Regions from separate parts of the Sus scrofa genome. Here region 2 is linked to region 1. The links are chromatin contacts, called in public promoter capture Hi-C maps. All regions are on one chromosome and are shown on one strand. Each heading gives the region's core, a stretch centred on a gene start, on an enhancer-like site or on the middle of the called end of the contact. The rest is flanking DNA. Distances are from core to core; before and after follow the strand shown. Region 1 holds the start of PBRM1 (protein polybromo-1). Region 2 holds the start of SFMBT1 (scm-like with four MBT domains protein 1).

Evidence for each region. Promoter capture Hi-C pulls out the DNA fragments that hold promoters and counts their contacts.
Region 2: a promoter capture Hi-C map of liver shows a contact between it and region 1, with 2.8 times the contacts expected there. The contact joins the promoter of SFMBT1 here to the promoter of PBRM1 in region 1. A contact is called at or near these places in 1 of 5 promoter capture datasets (liver) and 2 of 2 datasets of contacts at active chromatin or transcription factors (alveolar macrophages and skeletal muscle).

The regions. Positions count from the first base shown.
Region 1 is chr13:34,819,823-34,827,006 of Sscrofa11.1, forward strand. PBRM1 (protein polybromo-1) reads right to left here and starts at 1,295. Exons shown (of 29, transcript XM_021068909.1): 1 at 513-1,295. The coding sequence starts at 1,130. It overlaps GNL3 (guanine nucleotide-binding protein-like 3), which reads left to right and starts at 421. Exons shown (of 15, transcript XM_001928454.5): 1 at 421-890; 2 at 2,074-2,132; 3 at 2,544-2,681; 4 at 2,793-2,906; 5 at 3,135-3,215; 6 at 4,208-4,340; 7 at 5,125-5,237; 8 at 5,495-5,612; 9 at 6,015-6,102; 10 at 6,850-7,024; 11 at 7,142-7,184. The coding sequence starts at 878.
Region 2 is chr13:35,176,442-35,183,396 of Sscrofa11.1, forward strand. It overlaps SFMBT1 (scm-like with four MBT domains protein 1), which reads right to left and starts at 4,633. Exons shown (of 22, transcript XM_021068955.1): 1 at 4,119-4,633.

The DNA of each region.
Region 1 (7,184 bases), core at 45-2,544:
TGCGGCCCCTACGATAAATACAAGTCCCACTGATAAAAAACAGTCTGAACACAGTTAGCCAGAAAGTGTTTTTAAAAAATTACTAGGAGGCTTTGCGCCCGAACCGCCAGGAAAAGACAAGAAAAAAAAGAGGCCTTGAACTGTGGAGAAAATGAAAGACTTTCCGACCTGTCACTGGTACGACCTGTCACTGCTACGGGGGACTAAGAGATACGTTGACAGCTTTGAAGCTGTCCGCGACAAGCGCTCGATCAGCCGCCGGGGGCGGGAAAGCGGGTCTCCGAGAGTTTCCGGGCCGCGGCGCGCCTTTGTCCCGGCCGGCAGGTGCGGCAAAGCTGCTGGGCCCGTCACGAAGCCTGCCGCCGTGCCCCGCCCCGCGCACCCGGCCGGACCGGCGCGTCCCCACGGCCGGGGCGGGGCCTCCGCCGCTGCTCCCGCCCGCCCGGGCCCACACAAAGGCCCGGCAGTCGGCCGAGAGGAAGCGGCCCCGCCCGCCCCGCGCCTGGCCTTACCCAGCCGCTCCGCCGCCTGCAGCCCCGGCCGCGGTCACCGACCGCCGCGCCCCGCCCCGTGGCCGCCACGGCTGCTGCTATTGCTCCTCCGGCCGCGGCCGCTGCCGTCGCTCCAGCACCCGCCGCCCTCACCGCCCTCACCCCTCCCGGTTCCGCCGCAAAACCAGCCCCGCGGCCGCCAAGCGATCCTGGCTCTGCGCGACACTGCGTGCGCGCGCACGCGCGCCGGCGGCGGTGCGCTTTACGGCAGCTGCGTGAGTGCGTGACGCTCACTAGTGGCCTTAATTCGCACGTGGCCCTTTCGGAGGCACATTGTGTCTGCGAGCGCTGGTGTAACTGCTGGCATTGCCTTTCCAGCTTCCAGTATGAAGCGGCCGAGTGAGTCGGGTCGTGGGGCGGGTGTAGAGGGACTTGATGGTCGATGAGCCTGTGCCGCTTGATCTGTGGAAATAAGGGTCTAGCGGGTAGGTTGTCTCCCTGGTCCATCCGAGGGTTGGAAGGCCCCACGTTGACCGCGGGCCCGTGGTACAGAAGGAAGGCTGAGTCCCAAGGATGAAGATCAGGGTAGGGTTTCTTGAGGCGTATTTCAGTGTCTGAGCCGGGTTTTGGGCCCAGCATTTTCCCTTCTACGGCCACGTTCGGTCCGGCCCTGGTAAGGTCTGAGAGTCGCCTCTCAAACCCAATGTTAGGTTTTCCTTTGTGATTTTGTTGTTTGACAAGAAGTAGCTGTCGTCTTGAGTCTTATACGCTCCTGTGTGTGATCCCAGTCTTATCTTGGAAAAGTGAGACCATGAAAGTTGGGCTCTATACCAGATCTATTAATTAGGTCACATTCTCTGGGACTTGGGTGGCCCATGTTTGTTTTTATCGGGGGCCCCACAGTTTTTTTTTTTTGTTTTGTTTTGTTTTTTTGTCTTTTAGTGCCGCACATGCGGCATACGGAAGTTCCCAGGATGGGGATGGAATCCGAGCTGCAGCTGCTGACCTACACCACATCTCATAGCAACACCAGATCTTGAACCCACTGAAGGAGGCCAGGGATCCAACCCATTTCCTCATAGGTACTAGTCGGGTTCCTTACTGCTGAGCCAGGACAGGAATTCCTCACAGGATACTTAAAATAGGTTTCAGAGGTAGTTAATTACTTAACAAAATAAATGGATAAATGGATATGACCCTAGAGCAAAGTCATCAAAAACTAAACAAATCGATCGTTTATGGATGAAATAGATTATAAAAAGTGATTTTAAAAAGTAATATCGGCGTTCCCGTCGTGGCGCAGTGGTTAACGAATCCGACTAGGAACCATGGGGTTGCGGGTTTGGTCCCTGCCCTTGCTCAGTGGGTTGACGATCCGGCGTTGCTGTGAGCTGTGGTGTAGGCTGCAGACGCGGCTCGGATCCCGCGTTGCTGTGGCTCTGGCGTAGGCCAGTGACTAGAGCTCCGATTCGACCCCTAGCCTGGGAACCTCCATATGCCGCGGGAGCGGCCCAGGAAATAGCAAAAAGACCCCCCCAAAAAAAAAAAAAAAGTAATACCTTTGTGATCTATTGCTTTGTAGAGTTAAAGAAATCAAGTAAACGCATGACCTGCCATAAGCGGTATAAAATCCAAAAAAAGGTAAGTCTTGTTGTTGGGAGAGTTATAGCAACTGTAAAGCTAAACTTATTTCTGCCCCACTCCTCCACAAAGAGGTCTCTATTAATATGACTTCACCTCAGGAAACAGAGATTGAATAGACTAGCTATGAGAGCAAGCTTTTAGGCATCAGAAGTACAGCTGTGGGAAAGTGCAGTGATAAAGTGATGAGAAAGTCTATAAAATTGATTAACATGGTAAGAATTGCTGCAAAAAGAATCTCCTGCTGACATTTTCTTGTTGATGTATATATAAACGTGGTGGGTCCTTTGTATTGCAGTTAAAGTGTTTTTAGGTCATCTTACCAATACAACTAAAATGCAACATGATTGATTTTTCATGTGAGTTCTCTTTAGTATTTTTGTATGCTGATAAATTTTTTTCTCTTGATAGGTACGAGAGCACCATCGAAAATTGAGGAAAGAGGCTAAAAAACGAGGTCGAAAGAAGCCTAGGAAAGACCCAGGAATTCCAAATAGTGCTCCTTTTAAGGAGGCTCTTCTTCGGGAAGCTGAGCTAAGGAAACAGCGGGTAAGATGCATTAGCTGAAATTTTCAACAAGTGATGTGTGTATTTTTTCAAAATAAAGTCAGAACACCAGGTCACTTTGGCTCACTCATTTCTCTTGTGGCTTGGACATAGCTTGAAGAACTGAAACAGCAGCAGAAACTTGAGAGGCAGAAGGAACAGGACAAGAAAAGAAAACTTGAAACTAATCCTGGTGTTGAGCTGTCTCACAAGGTTCTTGTGAAAGAGGTATGATGAGGTCTGTTTGTGAGCAAGAGATAAATTCTAGAAGTAAAAAAGCACATGCTAAGGCAGGGGTTGCTATGCCTCTTGGGAGGAAAAAAGGCTGAATTCAAATTCTGTCTTATTTATTAAAATATCAACTGCAGTACTCCAGTTGTTCATGAAAAATGGAGAAACAGGTTACATCTACTGACCTTCTAATTTTGTCTACTTCCTTTTGTCTTTATCCTATAGGAATTTGGGCGATCTAAAGCTAAGAAAGCCAAGTCAAGCAAACAGAATCCAAAGAAGTTGTACTGTCAGGAACTTAAAAAGGTATCTTAGTCTAGGTCAGTGCCTAAAAATGGTAATGATGTTTGAAAGACTATTGTCATTTTTTTTTTTTTCCTTATGACACCAACCTTGCAAAGGTAGAAGTAGGGTTCTCTGGAGCTGGAAGACTCCTCCAGCAAGCTGGCTTACTCTGTTATGTTTGGCTGAAGGACATATTCTTGTTGTTTTAAATTTTTTCGTGGGAACAATTTACCGTAAGCATGATTTACAAAAGTGGCATTTTATAAAGTAACATGTGTTGACACAGTGGTTTTTTAAATGTAGAACAATACATTAAGAGTAGCAGTGTAGGAGTTCCCCTCATGGCTCAGTGGTTAACGAATCCGACTAGGAACCACGAGGTTGCAGGTTCCATCTCTGGCCTTGCTCAGTGGGTTAAGGATCTGGCATTGCTGTGAGCTGTGGTATAGGTTGCACACGCAGCTCAGATCGCACGTTGCTGTGGCTCTGGTGTAGGCCGTCAGCTACAGCTCAGATTAGACTCCTAGCCTGGGAACCTCCATAAGCCACAGGAGCAGCCTAGAAATGGCAAAAAAAAAAAAAGGCAGTGCAAAAAAATATAAGAATCTGTTAAAGTACAATGCTAAAACCAAAGTGAGGGGATTTCAAGGGGATGGCTTGTTATAGTACTCCCAATGTCTGTTTTCCTAAGCTCATTCCCATCTGTGACTAGGCTGCTTATCAGGTCTTGGCCACAAAGGCTAATCAATCTATATAATTTACAAGGAGAGGATTACATGTTTAGATAGTTTGACTGTTTCCACTCTTGAAATCCACTTTGATCAAAGGCAACTGAAACAAACCTGTTTTATTTTCATATAAGAAATGGTGAATGTGTTAGCTTGATAACCCAAGTGAAGACAAGAGATTTAACTCTGAGTTTACTTTGTTACAAAGTAGACAATGCTGATGTACTTATGTGGAGGGTAGTGCCAGAGCAGGGGGTGCTGTTCTGATAGCTTCTGCTTTGACAGGTGATCGAAGCCTCAGATGTTGTGCTGGAGGTATTAGACGCCAGAGATCCTCTTGGTTGCAGGTGTCCCCAGGTGGAAGAAGCCATTGTCAAGGGTAGACAGAAAAGGCTAGTACTTGTACTAAATAAGTCAGGTAAGCAAAAATAATTGCCCTTTTATGTTCCATATGCACTATTGAGGTGTGAGGAAAACATCTGAACAGTCTGATTGTGTCTGAAGACTGATAAGATCCAACTCTGACCTCAGCAAAACCAGTGCATATGTGTGTGCTCTTGTTAACAAAGACAGTGCTAGATAGTAGGCTGGAAATGTTTTCTAGAAGTGATTTATGTGGTTTGTAATTTTTTTTTTTTTTTGCTATTGAATATTTAAAACTACTTTGTCTTATTTAAGAGTGTAAGCTTTTATACTGTGCAGTATTTTTCACATAGGAAGTGATGACAGTGTTCCGTATTCCCCACACCTGCACAATGTCAACCTGGCATTATTTAAATGAAATACATAGTTTTGTATCTGGGTTTGGGCAGAAGGGACAAGAACACCCAGAAAAGAGATTTGTGAAGCACAGAGTAAGCTAGAATCTAAAATTACTCTTGGAGTCAGTAAACATGGCTGCTCCCTAAGAGTAAATTCTGGAAACAGAGCCCTAAGGTTAGTAGGGTAATAATTTAGAGGTTGGCTTAATCCTGAAAGGGTGAGCAGTGCAGAAGGGAATTGAAGAAATACAGAGGTGTAGGTACTGAGTTCTGTTAACAGAAGCATGATGGGGAGCTGACTGCCTCCCCATTAGTTTAGATACTTGTGAAAAAACTGGGGAAAGATAATCCTGAGTGAAATCCGGAGCTTTCCAAACACTGCAAATTCACCTCAACAAAATGATCAAATTGGAGCAGTGTTTTATTCTTAATTCCTATCAGATTTGGTACCAACGGAAAATTTGGAGAACTGGCTAAATTATTTGAAGAAAGAGTTGCCAACAGTTGTATTCAAAGCCTCAACTGATCTGAAGGACAAAGGGAAGAGAATCAAGGTACCCTTAATTTAGTGGTGGGAAATAAGGTTATTTTATCTTTTAGATGGGTGAAATATGATGAGTATACAAAATCTTGATTTAAAAAAACTGAAAGCTTGTAAGATCCAACTCTGATTTCATCCAGCAAAAACCTGAAAGGCAGTGGAGCATGGTGATTTTTACTAGATGGGCTCTTGAGCCAGATTGCTTAGATTTTTAACTGGTATATTGTCAGAAGTAGTTAAACTAATTATTCGGGATTTTAATTTGTGAAGGAAAGGAAGAAAGTTGCTCCATTCAAAACTGAAGTTTGTGTTGGTAAAGAAGGCCTTTGGAAGCTTCTTGGAGGTTTTCAGGAGATTTATGGCAAAGCCATTTGCGTTGGGGTTATTGGTGAGTTTTAGTTCAATATATTTTATCTCACTTCAATAAGTGCCATGCAGAGTATGGCATTGCTACTAAATGAAGGGCTTGTTCAGATGTTAGCTTCTTACCTACCTCACCACACACACACAACATAAAGACAAAAATTTTAAGTAATTGATGTGTAATTCAGTTTTTTTGCCAATTGGGCACTGTAGGTAATATATTGTAAGAGTGTTGGTTTCTTTGAATTGGTAGTTTTTTCCTGCCTTTTTCATTCTTGTGCAAGAAATGAAGATGCTAAGAGTGGTCTTAGTGTTAAAGTAATTCTGATCTTGTTCTAAACATTATAAGGCATAAAATAAGGCAGTGGAAATTTTGTAGTTAGCACATAATGCCTTTTTTTTTAATCTGTGGGTTTCCCATTTGTAGGTTTCCCAAATGTGGGGAAAAGCAGCATCATCAATAGCTTAAAACAAGAACGGATATGTAATGTTGGTGTATCCATGGGGCTTACAAGGTAAATTGAGTTTCGTGGTTTTAGTATTTCATTATAGATGAGTAAATGTGATTTTAGTCATCAGACCGTTTTCTATTTCCTCACTTTTCTAGTCAGTGAGAGGAATAGGGTTATGCCAGTGTTAGGCTTGGGGAGGAACTGATTGGAGTAGAATAGCTGCCCACAATCTAGTTTGAAAGATGAGCAAATAGCTTCAGAGAGGGGAAAGCTGCCGCAGAGGAAGTGCTTGAATCTGAAATTGAAATGAATAGAAGTTTTCCAGGTAGAGGGAAAATGTTTATGCCTGGAAAACAGCATGTGTTTAGGTCAATATGTATATAAACTATAACACCTAGTGTTTCTCTTTAGAAGGGGCTCGTGTGTTCTTATTTTTGTTTTGTTTAGGGCAGCACCCAAGGCATGTGGAAATTCCCAGGCTAGGGGCTGAATTGGAGCTACAACTGCCAACCTACGCCACAGCCACTCAAGATCCAAGCCACATCTGCAACCTACACCACAGTTCATGCAACATGAGCAGGACCAGGGATTGAACCCATATCCTCATGGATACTAGTCTAGTTGGTTACTGCTAAGCCACAACAGGAACTCCCTGTTTTTATAGTTTTGGATAACTACGGAGCAAATGATGATAAATTGGATCTGACAAGCTATGCTGAGTTTGTTCAATCCAACCCTGAGCTTCGTGTTCTGTGTGTTATCCTTTAGGTAAACCAGTTCCCTCATTAATTACTATCTTTCTTGTTAAAGGTGCATGCAGGTTGTCCCCTTGGACAAACAAATCACACTCATAGATAGTCCAGGTTTCATTGCATCTCCACTGAACTCTGCTTCTGCACTTGCTTTGAGAAGTCCAGCAAGTATTGAAGTAATAAAACCAATGGAGGCTGCTAGCGCCATTCTGTCCCATGCTGATGCTCGACAGGTAAAAGAATCCCCTTTTCCTCTTCTCTTGAGCTCCATCTTGTAATTGCAAGCCATTTTTTAAAAAACATCTATAATACTGTAAGACATAGATGACAGTTTGTTTTTCTTTTTTAAGGTAGTACTGAAATTTACTGTCCCAGACTTTGAGAATTCGCTGG
Region 2 (6,955 bases), core at 3,383-5,882, 360 kb after region 1:
GAATTCATTTTTACAACTTCTAACTCCTCTCCTTCAGCAGTGGAAATAATAAAGCGTACAAGAATATATTTAAAAGCATTAGGAAAGGACAAGAAAATTGCTGAAGTACTTGATTCAGTGGGGAATATAAAAAAAAAAAACAACTAACCTCCCTGGGTCACTTTGCTGTACAGCAGAAAATTGGTACAACACTGTAAATCAACTATAATTTTTTATTGAAAAAGCAAAGCAAAACAAAACAAAAACCCTAACTTCCTAGAGATCTAACAAAAAAGGTATCTTAATCATGTTGAAATTTTTTTAAAAAAACTGACATAATTTTAGTTACCTTTTGTTTTTGTTATCATTGCTAGAGTTTTTTGTCTCTCTTTTTTTTTTTTTCTTTTCTTTTCTTTTTAAGGCTGCACTTGTGCGCATGGAAGTTCCCAGGTTAGGGGTCCAATCAGAGCTGCAGCTGCCAGCCTATGCCACAGCAACAACGGATCCTTAACCCACTGAGTGGGGCCAGGGGTTGAACCCACACCCTCATGAATAGTAGTCAGGGTCTTAACCCACTGAGCCATAATGGGAACTCCCAAGATTTTTTTGCTTTTTTTAAATTTTTTTATTATAGTTGATTTACAATGTTCTGTCAATTTCTGCTGTACAGCAAAGTGACCCAGTTATATATTTATATACATTCTTTTTTTCACATTATATTCCATCATGTTCCATCACACGTGATTAGATACAGTTCCCTCTTGTTTTTGTTTTGGCCATGTCTGCTGCATGTGGAAGTTCCCAGGCCAGGGATGGAATCCTCACCAGAGCAGCCACCCAAGCCACAGCAGAGATAACAACAGATCCTTAACCCGTTGAGTCATCAGGGAACTCCACATCGCTAGAATCTTAATGACGTGATAAACCAGGCAAGTATTCTGTATATATAAATCAAGTTAAATGCTTTCATTTAAAAGGTTATTAAAGCTGGGAATTCCCACTGTGGCACAGTGGTTAACAAATGCAACTAGGAACCATGAGGTTGCAGGTTCGATCCCTGGCCTTGCTCAGTGGGTTAAGGATCCAGTGTTGCCGTGAGCTGTGGTGTAGGTCGCAGACATGGCTCCAAACCCGCGTTGCTATGGCTCTGACATATGCTGGCAGCTACAGCTCTGATTAGACCCCTAGCCTGGGAACTAATCATTCCTCCCATATGCCGAGGAAGCGGCCCAAGAAATGGCAAAAAAACAAAAAAACAAAAAAACAACAACAACAAAAAAAATGTTATTAAAGCATTATGCCCACATTTTTTACTTCACTGAATTTTTTAAATATCAATTTTCATTTAATTTTCTCAGCAACTTCTAAGCTTTAAGGAACTGATTCATCTACTGACACCCTAAATTTGATTTGTTGGGAAAGTTCATGATTCATCCTTCAAACCTACTGTCTGCTAATATACCTGTATTCAAAAAAATGGGAAATAACAAATTAATACCAGGCCCATGTCCACCACCATGCCAACAACCACACATCCAAACCTGCAAAGCACTGCCTCAACTAAAAAGTCATCTTCTGACTAAAAATTCCCAGGTCAGAATTTTTAGTTATTCTAGATAGTAAAAAACCATAAGAACTGTTAGACCTTAGTAAATCAATCAATATATATCCATATATAAATATATGTATCTCAAAAAATACTTAAATACATTTGAACTATCTTTCCAAATAGTAAATTACATAAAAATCACTCTAGAGTTTCCAAAATATTTTTTCAAATGTATTTTAATAAAGATGCACATTGTGAGCACTTTTATGCAGAATCTTTCAAAGTATAGACCAAGATTTTTTAAATTTTAACTTTAAACAGTCACCAAATTTTAGAACTGAAAGCATGCAGAATGATGACCTATTCATCCTCCAATTGTGCAATAAGAAAAATCAAATCTATAAAGGGGAAGAAACATACTCCATACCTGAGATAAGGCAGCTAGTCAATGACAACAGTAGTTACAGAACTGTTTCCTGATCTTGGGCCACTCCCGTTTCCACCAGGCCGTTAGTTCTCTGACATTATAAACAAATCTCAACTCTGAAATCTACCTGTGGCCTAGAAAGATTCAACATACCCCTCAAAAAACCAGGCCAAAAGGCCCCAAAACGTACACAAGAAGACACTCATTTTCTGCTCTTCTCAAGACAGTAGACCAATGAACAACTACATTTTCAGGCATTTTACTTGCAAGGCAATAAAGTGTGACATCTTAAAAATGTGGTTCCAGAGGAGAAAGTACAAGCAGGGATTGATAAAATTCATCTTATTTCCCTTCAAATCTCTTTGATGTTTCTTGGCTCTCAAGACTATATTACTTCTAAGTAGGACTCAGGAAACCTCGCTCGCTGCGGTCCACCCGCATGGCTTTGAGTAACCCGCTGGGAAAAACCCCCACTAAATTAAAAAACCTGTCCCTGATAAGGGTGTGCTACACCACTCCCAACGCATAAGAAGACGGTGCAGGTGACCTGTGCTTTACGGCTCAGTTTCAGACCCCAGGGAGCAGCTGACATCTTGTGAAAAACTTAACATTGCATCCTTTCCGCGGGAATTTATCTCTGTTCTCACAAGGCGTTTCTACTTCCCACAAAGCAGGCCTGGCTTTTCAGAACACTCTGCTCGCCTCTCTACAGCTTCCTTCAAGGTCCAAAACCAGACTTTAAGGACAGAAATCGAAACGGTCACGGACCTCCGGAGCGGCAGGTCCAGCTGGGGCCGGGGGCGGGTTCCTGGCGAGCCCACGGCCAGCTCGCGCCGCGCAGGGGAGGCCCGGCGCACTCCACCACGCTGGCCGAAGCAACCGGTTGCGGCGGCCGCTAGACGCTTCACCTCTGCGCCGTGGCCGCCTTGGCCCTGTGAAGTTCGGACCGCTGCGCGGGCGGCGCGCCCCCGAGTCCTGCTGCGGGTTCGCGTCCCGGCCCCGGAGCGAGCCCGGGGGGCGGGTCCGCGGGGGCTCGGCGGGCGGGAGCGTGGGACGCGCGGGGAGGGGCGCGCGGCGGGCCCAGCGCGCCAGGGAACTTGGGCGCCCCCGGTGCGGCCGACTGGCCACTTTCCTTTCACGCCCGGGGGCTGCCGTGCGCCCTGCTGCCGGCTTGAGACGGCCGGCCGCGTCTCGCTACCGCGGCGAGGCGCCCAGGCGCGCTCCTGCCTCCCGGCCGGCCAGCGCGCGGGGCCTCGGGGGCGCGCCAGGCCGCGCGCGGGCGTCGCGCTCCCCCCGCCCCGCCCCCGCCCCCAACGTGCCGCCGCCGCCCGTTGGCGCCTCAGCCCGCGCGCCCGCCGGCCGCCGGCTCCCGGCGGATTTTCGTTGGCAAAGTTGCGCGGCCGCCTAGAAGGGGCCAGCAGGCAGTCCCCAGTCCCCGCGCCGCCGCCGCCCCTTCAGGCCGCCGCGCGGGAAGGCCCAGCCGGCAGCCCCGCTTTTTTACCTGCCGGGAGTTTTCGCGCGCTCGCTCTCTCAATAGCTCGCTTTTCCCCTCTCGCGCTCGTTTTCTTTCTTTCTTTCCTTCTTTTCGTTCGCCCGCGCGGACGCTTTTTCCGTTCGCGCCGCCTGCGCTCGCCCGCTCGCGCCCTCCTTCCTGCTGGGCTCCGCGGAGCGGGGCGGCAGGCAGCTCTCCCCGCCCCCCTCCACCCGCGCTCCGGCGGAGGCGGCGGCCGCGGCGCTCCGCACTCCGACTCATTCCAATATGGCACGGGCGCAGGGCGCATGCGCCCGCGCCCCCCCCACCATCCGCGCTCCTCCCGGCAGCCGGCGCCCCTCGCGCCGCGCGTGTGGCGCCCCCCGGCCCGGCCTCTCCAAGCCCTCCCGCGCGTCTGCCCGCCCCGCGGGACCTGTGCCGGAGGCGAGGCGACTGCAGACTTAAGTCCTGGGGGTCCAGAGCCACCCGCCGCCGCCGCCCGGCATGCTCCAGCCCACAACTTGCCCTGGACACCCCCTGGGCCGTGGCACAGGGCACGCGGTGGCGCCTCCCGCCCCCGACGGCGCTACAGCCCGGCGCGTTGGGGCCCCGACGGAGAAACGCGCCTCCCAGGACCCAGCGCCCACGCTGCCCCTGCTCGGACCCACGAGGGAAGGGCCCCCTCACCTCACCTCGGGTTGGATGGAACCCCGGGAACCAGGTGGCGTCCCGATGTCGGTTTTGGCGTTCGGGCCGGGGCGAAGCGCGATGCTGTCGTCCGCACGTGACAGCCTCTGGCAAGATGGCATTAGCGCAGGAACGCACCGAGCGGCGGCCTGAGCCCAGTTAGGCGCGTGTCGCCGCGGGAGAAGGCTGCGTCCGCCCGCCTGGCCCACGTCCGGGATCTGGCGCACCCTTGAGACCTGGGAGGGCACCTAACTGCCCCCTGACTGCGAAGTCAGACCGGAGCCCCGCGGCGCACCCGGTATTTCTAGGCTTCCGCAGGAGGCGCCCTGTAAATCCGAGTTTTCCTGCCGCTCGGGGCCCTGGCGAGGTGGCAAGAGACGGCTGTCTAAATCGGGCGGGAGAGCAGGGCCCCGGGGTCGAGACAGTAGCTCCTTAGTGACTATGAACCGGCCCCGCAACCCGAGGTGCCCACTTGCGGTTTACTTCTCCGAGCTCGTTCGCCCCTTACCCACCGAACACAGGTGCTGGTGGGACACTCGCCCGTCCCCACCTGCTCTGGAAGAGAGAAGGAAGTGCCCGAGCCTCGGAGACCTGGGAGTGCTCGGACTCCCGGTCCTGAGAGGAGGGCTCCGATGGGCGCTGATCACTGCTGCCTTTCAAGGTGGAGGAGTCATCCCCACCGCAAGGAATTCAGGGGTGCCAAATGCGGTTCAAGTCTGCGCTGGGAAATAATACCCCACTTTACAGAGTTGCTCACAGGCACGCTGCTGGCTGGATATTTTAACTGCCCCTGAAAAGACAATATGACAGCCAGGGAGGAAGAAAAATGCAAAAAGAGTAAAGTAGTATCCATAATACATGAAACTTTTCACACATTAAACCTTCCACCCACCTACACGTCTTTACATAGTAGCAACCACACATTGTCTTTTGTGTTTGCTACCATCACTAACATTTTTCTTTTGTTCACATGATGCATTTTTAATGTGTGCAGATATCTTCATCCATTCAGTCAGTCTCCTACCATTGCCTATTTTGGTTCCTTACAATTGTTTACTAACACATCCCTTAGTTCTGCCTTTGGGATAGATTCCTGGCAGTTAAATACCCAGATGAAAGGCTAAGCAAGGAAGGGCGAGGTGGGCTTGCCCCACAGTGCCAGAGGACTTACCAAAGAGCTGCTGCCCTACTCATTCTCCACCTCCCAGGAACAAGTGTAAAGAGTTTAATACACATTTCTAAGCCTTGGGTACCATCTTTTTTCTCCCCTATTTTAGCAGTGTCTGTTGGTAGTTCAAGGTTACTTCAGTATTTCTCAGTAAATGTTTATCCCTGCATTTACTATCTGTATTTCCCTTCTATAAATGATCTGTTCATGTCTATTCATCTTTTGGGGACTTGAACCTCTTCTAACTTCGAATAAGCATTTTTTTATGTTATATTGTTCCTATGTTGTCAGTGATCCAAAGTGACAGTCCATTGTTCTTTTTTTGTTTTATTCAATCTGTCATGCTAGTCTCTTGTGATTTTTTTAATTGCTCCAATGCTGATGAAGCGAGCTTTCTTCCACCCATCTGATAGTGTATTTTTCCACTGATTTTCTACAATTTTATTTATTTACTTAGTCTTTTTTGACCACTCCTGGCATTTGGAGTTCCAGGGCCAAGGATCAGATCCAAGCCCCAGTTGCAACCTAAGCCACAGCTGCAGCAACACTGGATCCTTAACCCACTGTGCCAGCCCTGGGATTGAACCTGTGTCCTAGGGCTCCCAAGATGCCACCAATCCCATTGCACTACAGCAGAAACTCTTGCACAATTTAATTTTATATTTAATTATTTGGCAATTATCCATGATAAGTTTATTTTGCCATGTGGTATCAAATATGGATTTAACTAACTACCGCCATCACCAATTTTTTTTTTTTTTTTGCTTATGGAGTCGCCATTTATTAAATAATTCTTTCCTTATCCTTTGCTTATTAAAATCTTTTATGCTAGACTTTTGATTTTGGTTGGTCTATTTCTGAATTTTCCATTTCCTTTCACAGATTTTGGTTTGAACAAATACCATGTGGATCTAAATATTAGTTCTTTAAAATAGGTTCTCACATCTGGTAGGTCTAGATATTCCCCTAATGGATTTTTATTTTATTCAGAATATCACTTGATATTCAGACCAGTTTAAGTCCATATACATTCTAGGATAATCGTACAGGCATTAAGAATGCTGGAGATGGGATCATCCAGATTCAGTACTCACCAGCCCAATAACCTTGGAAATGCGTATCCCTTCTAGGCCTTAGGGTCTTTGTCTATAAAATGGGGATTAGAGTAACACTTGCCTCACAAGCTCAAAGCTTGGCACATAGTGTATACTCAGTAAATGTCAGCTGTTGTTGCTGATATTTTTAAAAATTTATTTTATTAAAGTATAGTTGATTTACAATGTTGTGTTGTCACTGATATTTTTAGTTCCAAAGAAAATGGGATTTTGCATGGAGTTACATTAAACCTATGAATTAATTTAAACAGATCAACTATTCTATAATAGTTCATTTTCCCAACCAGGACATGTGCTATATCTTTCCATCTATTCAAATATTTAAAAACTGACACAGAAGCAAGCTCCCTCATTAACTCCAGCCTCTCTCCACTGCTCACTTTCATGACCTCTAAGGAAGAGGAAGAGCAGAGCCACAAGTTGAAACAGTTGAAAACTACCATTTAAGAGTCTGCCTTATGCAGGGCCCTGTGTGGGTGTAGGCATGTGTGCACATGCAGGACATCTTCTTTACCCCTTGCAATATCCCCCAGGGTAAGTCATGACATTCTCTATGGAC